2 separate regions of the Rattus norvegicus genome follow, and region 2 is linked to region 1. The links are chromatin contacts, called in public Hi-C maps. All regions are on one chromosome and are shown on one strand. Each heading gives the region's core, a stretch centred on a gene start, on an enhancer-like site or on the middle of the called end of the contact. The rest is flanking DNA. Distances are from core to core; before and after follow the strand shown.

What was found. Hi-C and Micro-C count contacts between places; a contact is called where the count stands out from the background.
Region 2: a contact with region 1 is called in a Hi-C map of prefrontal cortex, with 4 times the contacts expected there. The contact joins the promoter of Lrpprc here to the promoter of Camkmt in region 1. A contact is called at or near these places in 3 of 12 Hi-C or Micro-C datasets (the A7r5 cell line, mammary epithelial cells and prefrontal cortex).

Annotation. Positions count from the first base shown.
Region 1 is chr6:15,329,756-15,334,509 of GRCr8, forward strand. It overlaps Camkmt (calmodulin-lysine N-methyltransferase), which reads right to left and starts at 3,211. Exons shown (of 11, transcript NM_001134463.1): 1 at 3,015-3,211. The coding sequence starts at 3,152. Prepl (prolyl endopeptidase-like) reads left to right here and starts at 3,640. Exons shown (of 14, transcript NM_001010951.2): 1 at 3,640-3,768.
Region 2 is chr6:15,609,358-15,614,081 of GRCr8, forward strand. Lrpprc (leucine-rich pentatricopeptide repeat containing) reads left to right here and starts at 3,281. Exons shown (of 38, transcript NM_001008519.2): 1 at 3,281-3,489. The coding sequence starts at 3,341.

The DNA of each region.
Region 1 (4,754 bases), core at 1,961-4,460:
GGTACAAATAATTAAAAATTAAATCTTAAAAAAGACATCTAAAAGCACTAGGAAGAAGGAAGACTCAAAGTATAAAAAGCAGAGGTGAGCAGAGCAAGTCACTACAGATTCTAGTGCATGTAAAGGGTTAGCAGAGACTACTCCAAAAGCTGAGACTAGAAGACAGGAAGAGATCTTCATTTTAAGCAGAGGTGGGAAAGACCCTCGGTCTTTCACTTACAATGGAAAACTGATAACCAAGAAGTGTTCGTCATCATTCATAGTCAAGGGCGGACCCAAGCCTAAACTCAAGGCCCTCAACATAGACAATAACACAGACAATCTAACACACAGCATCCTGCCTTAAACAGCACTATGAGATGCTTCATTATCCAGATCTTTCGGCCAAGAATTCCGCTCTCTAGGTAAAGTATTTTCTTCTAGAGGCGTCGGTCAGATTGTGCATGCATGCCTCCTCTTTATGTAATTCTGCCGGGATTGTTAAGTGGTTGATGATCTGGGTTAGCCAAAAAGCTCCATTCTGTTAAGCAATTGGCCCAAATGTGGCCTACCAGAGTCATTTAATATATATATATATATATATATATATATATATATATATATATATATATATATATATTTCTTAAGGAAACTAGATCATTTCATCAGGATGCCTAACTGGATGAACATTGAAAGGCTCAAGTTGCAAGTAACCATCACGGTTATCAGCTGAGACTCAACCAAAAGGAAAACAAGATGTCTGTGAGTTCTTTAGCTAATGATCACACCGACACTTCTAGATCTCACCTAATTAGGGTAGGCACTAGAATCAAAAGTCACCAACTTATCACATGACCTAGAGACAACAATGTACCAGTCACACGGTTTTCTCTCAAAACTGTGAGATGCAGAGAAAGCATCAAACAGTTAGGACAAAGAGCCCTGAGACACCATTGGAGTCCTGGGGAGGACAGAAAGTCAGAATCGGGGAGCTGCAAAAATAAAGGCAGCACATCGTGAAAGTGTGCCACGAGAGAAAGAGATCACAGTTAGGGCTTTGCACATGCAAAGTGTTCTAGCACTGAGTAACACTCCCAATTTGAGTCACAAAATCCTAGCCTTGATCAGATTCTTCAAGCTTTCTGCTTCTGAACACAGATGAAACATGCATGCATGGTTTAGTCACCTTAAACACTTACAAATGTTTATCCAATGGTAATCAACTGAATTATTACAGGAAAAAAAAAATCACTTTTCCCCTGACACTTCAAACTGGCTAGTTTTGTGTCAACTTGGCACAAGATGGAGCTATCACAGAGAAAGGAACCTCGCCTGAGGAAATGCCTCCATGAGACTGAGCTGTAAGGCATTTTCTCAACTAGTGATCAAGGGGGAGGGCCCAGCCCATTATGGGTGGTGCCATCCATGGGCTGATGGTAGTCCTGGGTTCTATAAGTAAGCAAGCTGAGCAGGGCTGGGAAGCAAGCTTTACAGTAAGCAGCATCCCTCCATGGCTTCTGCATCCACTCTTGCCTCAAGGTTCCTACTCTGTGTGAGTTCCTGTCCTGACTTCCTTTGGCAATGTGGAAGTGTAAGCTGAATAAACCCTTTCCTTCTTGGTCATGATGTTTGTGCAGGAATAGAAACTCTAAGATGCACCAAAAAAAAAAAAAAAAAAAAAAAAGTCTTTGACTTTGGGCTTGGCCATGCATCTTCCTTTAACAGTCTATGAGATGGCTCATAGTGATCATCAACTTGTCTACAAGGGGTGAGCTATCTTAGATTAACCTCTCGGCATGTCTGTAAAGGATTTTCCTAACTACGGTCATTGAGGCAGGGAGGCACACTCTAATTGTGCTATCATCATGCCAAGTAAAGAGGAGAAAAGGTACTAGCTAGTATCCATCCATTGCTCTCTTCTTCCTGAATGCTAACACAATGTGACTAACTGCTTCAGGGTCCTGCTGCCTTGACTTTCCTGCTGTAGATCATCTGTATCATCAGACCATGAGCCAACATAAGCCCTCCCTTTCTTAAATTGCTTTGCCTAGTATTTTTGTCACAGTGATAACACTAGTAATACAGTATGTTAACAGGCATCGTAAGCAAGGGTTTTATACATGCCTCTTTCTCTTACACACTTCTACCATAACTGTGACAACATGCCAGCCAACTCCCAGAACTGTGGGTATAGAGACCAGGTACACAACAGTAAACAACGCAGGTGATCACAGGTTATATCAGTGGACTACCAGGTGGTTCACAGAAGTTGAATGACATGTGGCATAGGGTTGGTTGTTAAAAAACAAAACTAAGTAAAATGATACACTAAGGCTCATTGCCCTGAGCCACTGTCTTAGTTACTTTTCTATTGCTGTGAGGAGACACAAAGACCAAGGAAACTTATAAAGCTTCACTGGAGCGGTTTGGAAGAAACGAGTCAATACATTTGGATTCCTTGGTACATCTTGGGCAGCGAGTATCCTAATAACTACTTCAAACTTAGAAGATAAACGTCTGGGTTTCAAGTGGCGGGAAAAAGAGAAAGCAATAGCTTTTCTTCTCCGCTTTACTCTCGGATGTACATTGCACGGAAACGCGGGCAGAGTCCCCATCCCATTAGTGAACCTTGAGGTTCTCCAGAGACGTGGGACCAAAAAGTGCACCCAGGAAGTCGGTGACCGCAACCAGTCTGGGACTCAAAAAGCAAAAAAATAAAATAAAATGGAAAGGGCAGGGAAGCAGAGCTGCACGCGGTGAAGAGAGGCGGTCCCACCCATCAGACAGGCGAGCAAAAGGACTCTATTTGGAGCTGAGTTTCTAGGACCTCGCTCTGGCTGTCCCGCTCTCCAACCCCGCCAGATTCTCCCTTTTTTGGTGGGACAGCGTAGATGAAGCAAGGGGGCGCTTCTCGCTTGGCTCCTGACGAAAGGGGAAGTCAGCACCCGGCTGCGGAGAACCGCGAGCCGCGGCGGCGCGTCCCGTACCTGAGAGGGGAGTGGCTACAGGCAGAGGTGGCGAGCGCTAGCCCTTACCTGTCGCAGGAGCTTCCACCGGACAGCCCCCTTGGGCGCCGAGACCAGCGACCCTTGGCTGGCACTGTCAATCATGGGACCCTTGCCCGCCTCTGCCTCAGTCTCTCCATCCCCAGCAACCGCGACCTGCGACTCCATCACCAGGGTTGACTGGACCCGGAGGTGCCTCCGCCACAGCTCTCCCCAGTCAGGACCTGCCAACTTCTTCCCTGTCAGGACCTGTGACGCCGGGCCTCTCGCCCACAGCCCTTGCTTGCACCCTCCCCGAATTCCGCATTTCCGGTATTCGCGTCTCCTTGGCAACCAGAACAGCGGCGTCACATCATTGCACCAGTTTTCTGGTGGCCATCTTAAGTGAGGGCGAGCCGGAGTGGGATGGGACTGTGGAATAGCTGCAGAGAGGGCTTTCCTCGTTGTTTTCTTCTTTCCCGCTTTGTCTCTTGCTCGCCATCATACCAGAAAACCAAAATTCAGGTGTCTTTTAAGGTGAGTGAGTCCAGGAAGAGAAAGAGCCCACCACTGACCATAATAAAGATGGCGAAATGTGCTTCCCTATCAGGCTGGATTGGTGTTACGTAGACCAGCGTGCTGCAAACTAGCTCTGGGCGGCGCGAGGTAGGTTGTCATTCTTGCTGGGTGCTGAAGGCAGGCTTCGGGTGGACAAGTCTGAGGTTACTGCAGCTCCTTCCTGAGAGCTTCGGGTTCTCGTATTTGTCTTCTCTACCTTTGCTCGTCCAGCTGTCTTTCAATTTGCGTACGTATACAAGGGTTGCTAGTGGGTCCCCTTTCCTTAGTCCTCTCCCCACCACCTTCCAGCCATTCCTCACTTCCCTACTCCCTTTTTGATCCCTGTCTTTTCTGTCATGCTAAACGGTACCATTCCCTCACGTCCTGAGACTACGACGTGTCCGGCTGGCACAGTTGCACGGGGAAATGAGTAGGTGCTCCTGGGAACACCCATTTGCCTACCCCACCTGTACCCCTATCCTTGCACTCTGTCTTCACCATGAAGATGGTGGGTGAATGGATTAGGCTATGGGGACAGATTAAGCGATTTAAGAGCATTTTTCTTCTAGGCTACTGCTCCACCGGCCCATTATTTTGCTGCGACATAAGAGATTAAGGGGGGGAGGGGGCGTCATAGCTGGTCGGATCTATGGCAAAACTGACGCAGTGTTGTTGTGCTACCAAGGAAGATTTCTCTAATTATGCTCAACAGTGTTTAACATAGCTAAATTATTCCTATGCTAATAATATTAACGATCTTTTGTTGAGTGGTTACTACGTGCCAGGTACTGGGACTCAGTTTTTAACCTAAATTGTCTGGTTTTGTTACAAAACAACAACCCCAGAGAATAAGTGCTATGGTTAATTATGATTAATGTTTCACAAGTGATGAAATTGAGTCCAGATGTAGTTAACGTGCAAGGCCCAAGACTTAAACCTGGGTCTCTGCTATGGCAGGTAAAATGAACTTACCTTCCAGCAGAAACCAAAGATGACCCTACATTTTATTTTTTCATCTTGCAGTTGTTTTTAATTAATTATCCTTTTATGTCGCTCATGTACAAGAGGAGGAGTCAAGTCAATTGGGCGTTTCGATGTATCAAGTGAGTTGGGAAGATGTCTTGAGCTCCCCAGAGCCACCCTTGGGTCCCCTCAACCATGAACAGCACTCTAGCTTTCTCGTCAAGTACATGTGAAGCTGTGTGAAAAGTATCTGGCGCCTAGGTTCACTCA
Region 2 (4,724 bases), core at 2,031-4,530, 280 kb after region 1:
AGCAAGGGTTTACACTGAGATTCAGCCGTGACTTTGTGAGCTGGGACTGGATTATATGAATTTTATATTCTGAGATGGCCATGGCCAAGGTCCAAGGGTGGGATACTCGCTTACACATGGAATACACCTTACAAGCTGTGCCGCTAGCTGGTGCTGTTATCTTGGGGGATGGTAGAAGCTTCAGGAGACAGGGCTTAGGGCAGCGGCTCTCAGCCTGGGGGTTGAGACCCCTACAGGATTGAATGGCCCTCAAAGAGTCACATAGCAGGTGTCTTGGACATCAAATTCTTACATTATGATTCTTAACAGTAGAAAAATTACAGAATGAAGTAGCCACTAAATAATTATATGGCTGGGGGTCGCCACACCATGAGGAACTGGGTTAAAGCATCCCAGCATTAGGAAGGCTGAGAACCACTGACTTACAGGAAGAAAGTAGGTCACTAAGTCATTGCCTTTGAAAGTTATACCTGGTCACCAGTCCCTTCTCTTGTCTCTACTTCCTGTCCCATATGAAGTAAAGAACCCCCTCTTCTCCACATTGTGGCCACTACAATGTTCTGCTCAAGTGAGGCAGGCAAGGAAAACATCCACTGAGACCTCTGAAACTATGAGCCAAAATGGACACCTCTCTTCCTTGGAGGCGTTCATGTGCAACATTGTGTCACAGTTAAAAGTAGCTAACACAGACTGGGGCAATGATGGGGTGTTGGCTGGCACATTACTTTGCTGGTTGTTGTGGCATAATACTAGACAGAAACAATGAAAGGAAGGAAGGATTTGTTTTGGCTCCTGCTTTGAGAAGTCATGGCTCTGTAAACAGGAGGATGCTGGTCCCATTGCATCTGCAGTTGGAAGAGAGAGATGAAATACTGGAACTTCACTCACTCTGTTCTTTTTATCTACTCCGGGACTCCAGTCCATGGAACACACACACACACACACACACACACACTCACACTCACATACCCCCCACACAAACCTCACATTCACATACACACACCCCCTACATAACCCCCCATACTCACACATACACTCAGGGTAGGTTTCTCACCTAAAATCCTAACACCAAGGAGGCTTTCCAAAGGCTTGCCTCCAAAGGTGATTGATTCTAAGTTCCATCACGATGACAATTAAAAGCATGCATTACAACCTAGGAGTAGAGTTTTCAGGAGCAGTCACAATTACTTCCACCAGCCTCATTTCACTTTCGACCCAAACCCCTAGCCTTCCTTGAGTGTGGCAAATGCCTGGACTGTCTGCATTCTTTTTAAAAGCTGCATGTACTGGTTGGTTCATTTCCCACACAGCCGCTTGCATTTGGAACTGCACTCCCAGGAGATCCGAATGCCTCTCCTTGACCTTCAAGGGCACCAGACATACTTGTGGTCACACATATACAGGCAGGCAAAACACTCACACACATAGTAAAATAGGTATTTTTTTTTAAAAAACAAGTGAATTTGTATCACAGCTACACATCAAATTCCCTAACAGCTTTTTATCTCATTTATATAACAGTCTAAGTCCTGACACTCAGCTCCCTGGGGGTGCAAAGGTCATTCAAGGTAACACCCTGCAGTACCTGACTGCCAAATACCAGTCTGACCTCCCTGTCCCACCCAACTCCTGCTCATTCTTTCCATCCGGGCCTTTTTAGTTTTCTCCACTTTAGGGTTTTGAATTTGCTGTTTTCTGAAACTGGAACAAGAGCTGGCTCTTTCCTCCAGCATCCTCACTTCCTCCTTTGGGTTTCTCTTCCGATGATTTTCCTTTACTTTTCCTAGAAGAGCAACTTAAGGGAGAAAGGCTTATTTTGGCTCTTGGTGGGTATAGGCAGCAGGAGCTGTCAGGAAGCAGCCAATAGAGGTGCCCAGCGCTTTCTCCTTTATGACTCAGCCCTGTCACTCATCCAGTGGTGCTACTCACCCTCAGGGCGGTTTTGCTACTTCAACTAATCCAGTGTAAAAACTCCCTCACTTGCCCAAAGGCCAGTTTCCTAGGTGATCCTAAATCATATCAAGATTAATCACCACAGATGGTAACCCACCTTTAATCTTTTATTTACATTAAAACTCTTATCTGTTTCTTTAAATGTACGGAATTTTGTCTAAGCTGAGATTTTTTTCCTATGTTATATCCCCAGCATCCCAAATAGCACAAAATATGTGCTCAATAAGTAGTACTAATGCTGAAAGCATGGATTATATCCTGTCATAGCGCCCAATAGGGTAACTTAAAGCAAACTCATCTGGGGTGTGAGGGGGTGGGATTAGCTTCTCCAACAGAAAGATAAGCCAAGTTAACTCTACACGTATATCCATTCAATAAACGCTCAACGTCCGGAGTGTCTTCAACTGAGGAGCTTTCGCTACAAAAGAGGCCACATTCTGTGAGCTTAGAAGTTTGTTGTCTAAGGAGGAGAAACAGCCAGATGGGAAAACTTCCAGAGGGAGAATTTGACTGTTCACCTGGTTGGTAGTGGTCAAGGAATAGCTAAGTAGAGAATGGATGCCTGTTCCCGGATTCACACGAAGGCATAGGGAACCCCTTCAGCATACCCTGGTGAGAGCGAGAACTTGTTTTACTAGCTGCAGACAATTGCACCACTACCTTAGTTGCTTGTAGCGGTGCATTAACTGAAAGGAGGAGCAGGGCATCAAGAAAGAGAAACTTCGACCTTGACATTTAAAATTATACGATCTTTGTTAAAATGCATTTATCTTACGAAGCGAGGCATTGCCTATATTCGTCTACCCTCTCCCCAATCACACGAATTGCATATAGTTAACTTGGAGGTCCACAGCCTCTAGTCTCCTTCGTCAAGGTTTCTTCTGGCAGGCGTTTCTGAGAGCTACGGCAGGAACTACGTCACTGAGCAGCTAGGGTAGCAGTTCGGCGGTAACCTAGGTGCAGGGCTGGAACATCGCAGGCACTCCGGGACCTGCGCGGTCGGCCCTTCCCAGCAACCTTCGGTGTAGCTCCTAGTTGGCCCCCCACAAACCCTTGCGCGCGCATGGGCGGAGTCGACCTCTAGGGGCTCTACCAACTGCAAAATGGAGGGGTGATGTGGCCGAGCTCTCTAAAAGCCGGGGCGCTGGACACGGAAACAGGAACACTGAGAGCAGAGCACAAAAACGACACATTGTAAAACAAAAGGCGGATTCAGATGATCCCAGGAGCTCGGCCTGCCTCTCCCGTGAGCCATGGCGGAGCTCCGCCTCCCCCTAGGCTAGGCGCTCTCGGGACTTGGTTTGTCCCACTAGGGGGCGACCCCGTCGTCACGTGTTCCTCCAGGTCCTCTGCAGGAGCGTGCATCCTGCCTTGACTACGGTGAACCATGTCAGCCCTGCTGAGACCCGCGCGTTGGCTGCTAGGGGCAGCGGCGGTCCCGCGCCTCCCGCTGTCCCTGCGCCTCCCTGCGGGCGGCCCCGGCAGGCTGCCCTCTGTCGTCCGGGTGGCGGCCGCTGGTGGCCGGCCGGCTGCAGGGTGAGTACTGGACCCTTCCTCCTGACCGGCTACGGCGGACGGGCCGGTGTCCTGCTCATTCGCTCCAATTCCGTTGTCCCGGCAGCTCAGGCGCGAACGCCCGTGCTTTGCCAGTAGTTCAGGGTGACAAGGTTGAATGTCTTGAGAAGGTCATGGTCGAGGGCATGGCTGGCTTCCGCCTCGCTGCTTGAGGTTGCCACCTGCTCGGGCGGCCCGGGAAGCCCAAGGGCTTTAGGGGGTGGTGCTGATGTGGGGGCAGGTGTTGTGCCATTCCTTAGAAGTACCCTTCCTGGGTGCTCTCCCACACTGGACATACCTGCTAGTATGTAGTCTTAGGAGGCTTCTGTTTTTCATTTTACTTTTCTTGGGGATAGGGTTTGAATTTTTGAGTGACCCAGGGATAGTTTAGAACTTTACATTTGATTATGCCCGGGTCGGGTTTTTGCCTGCCTTTTGTTGAATGAAAATTTCCTTCAATATTTACACAGGCATCATGGGTTGGAGATGGTCACAATAATGGATTAGTGGACACACGCAAGGCGCTTGTTGGGGATCTATGTAGTTACTGCAAAAACAAGTTAAATTTCTAGTTAGTGCAAGTATTTTTGCGAGTATGCCGGTCTGGATTGAGGTTATGAGTGTGTTGACCAGATGAAGGAAGATGGGGGCTTAGGTTTTAGTACCAGAGAGAAATTGACAGTTGAACCACCCCCAGAAGAACTTTTGGGTCTAGCAAAAAGATTTAGGAAGTATGTTCTGGAGCGGGGAGCCATGGACTAAGGGTGCTTCTGTTTATTCGCATTATGCCATTGGACAAATGACTCAACAGCCCAGGCCTTAAGTTTCTTTAGGTACATAGGTGGGCACAGTGTAAGGTTAGGCCTATTCATGAGATACAGGACTTGATGTGTCTTAACTGGTTACCACTGTAATAGAAGTAACTGTCTGCATGGGCCAGCCCGGGCCCTGCATATAATTAGATGAAGGAACTGCTGTATGACGTCCCAGCAACTCGGTTGCACATCTTTGGCGTGATGCTTATTTGTATACAGGGCCTGTACTTTTGGGGTAAGCTTGAGCAGTGAACCTTCAGAAATCATGCCCCTGGCTTTATGTCTTCAGAGACCGTGGTGCCAGTTCCTTTTGCTTTCCTCCAGTGACAGTGCTGCTGCGGTGCTGTCACTGATGTTTGCTGTTACGTTTGGCAGAAGTCGAATTTCAGTGACAGGCTGTTG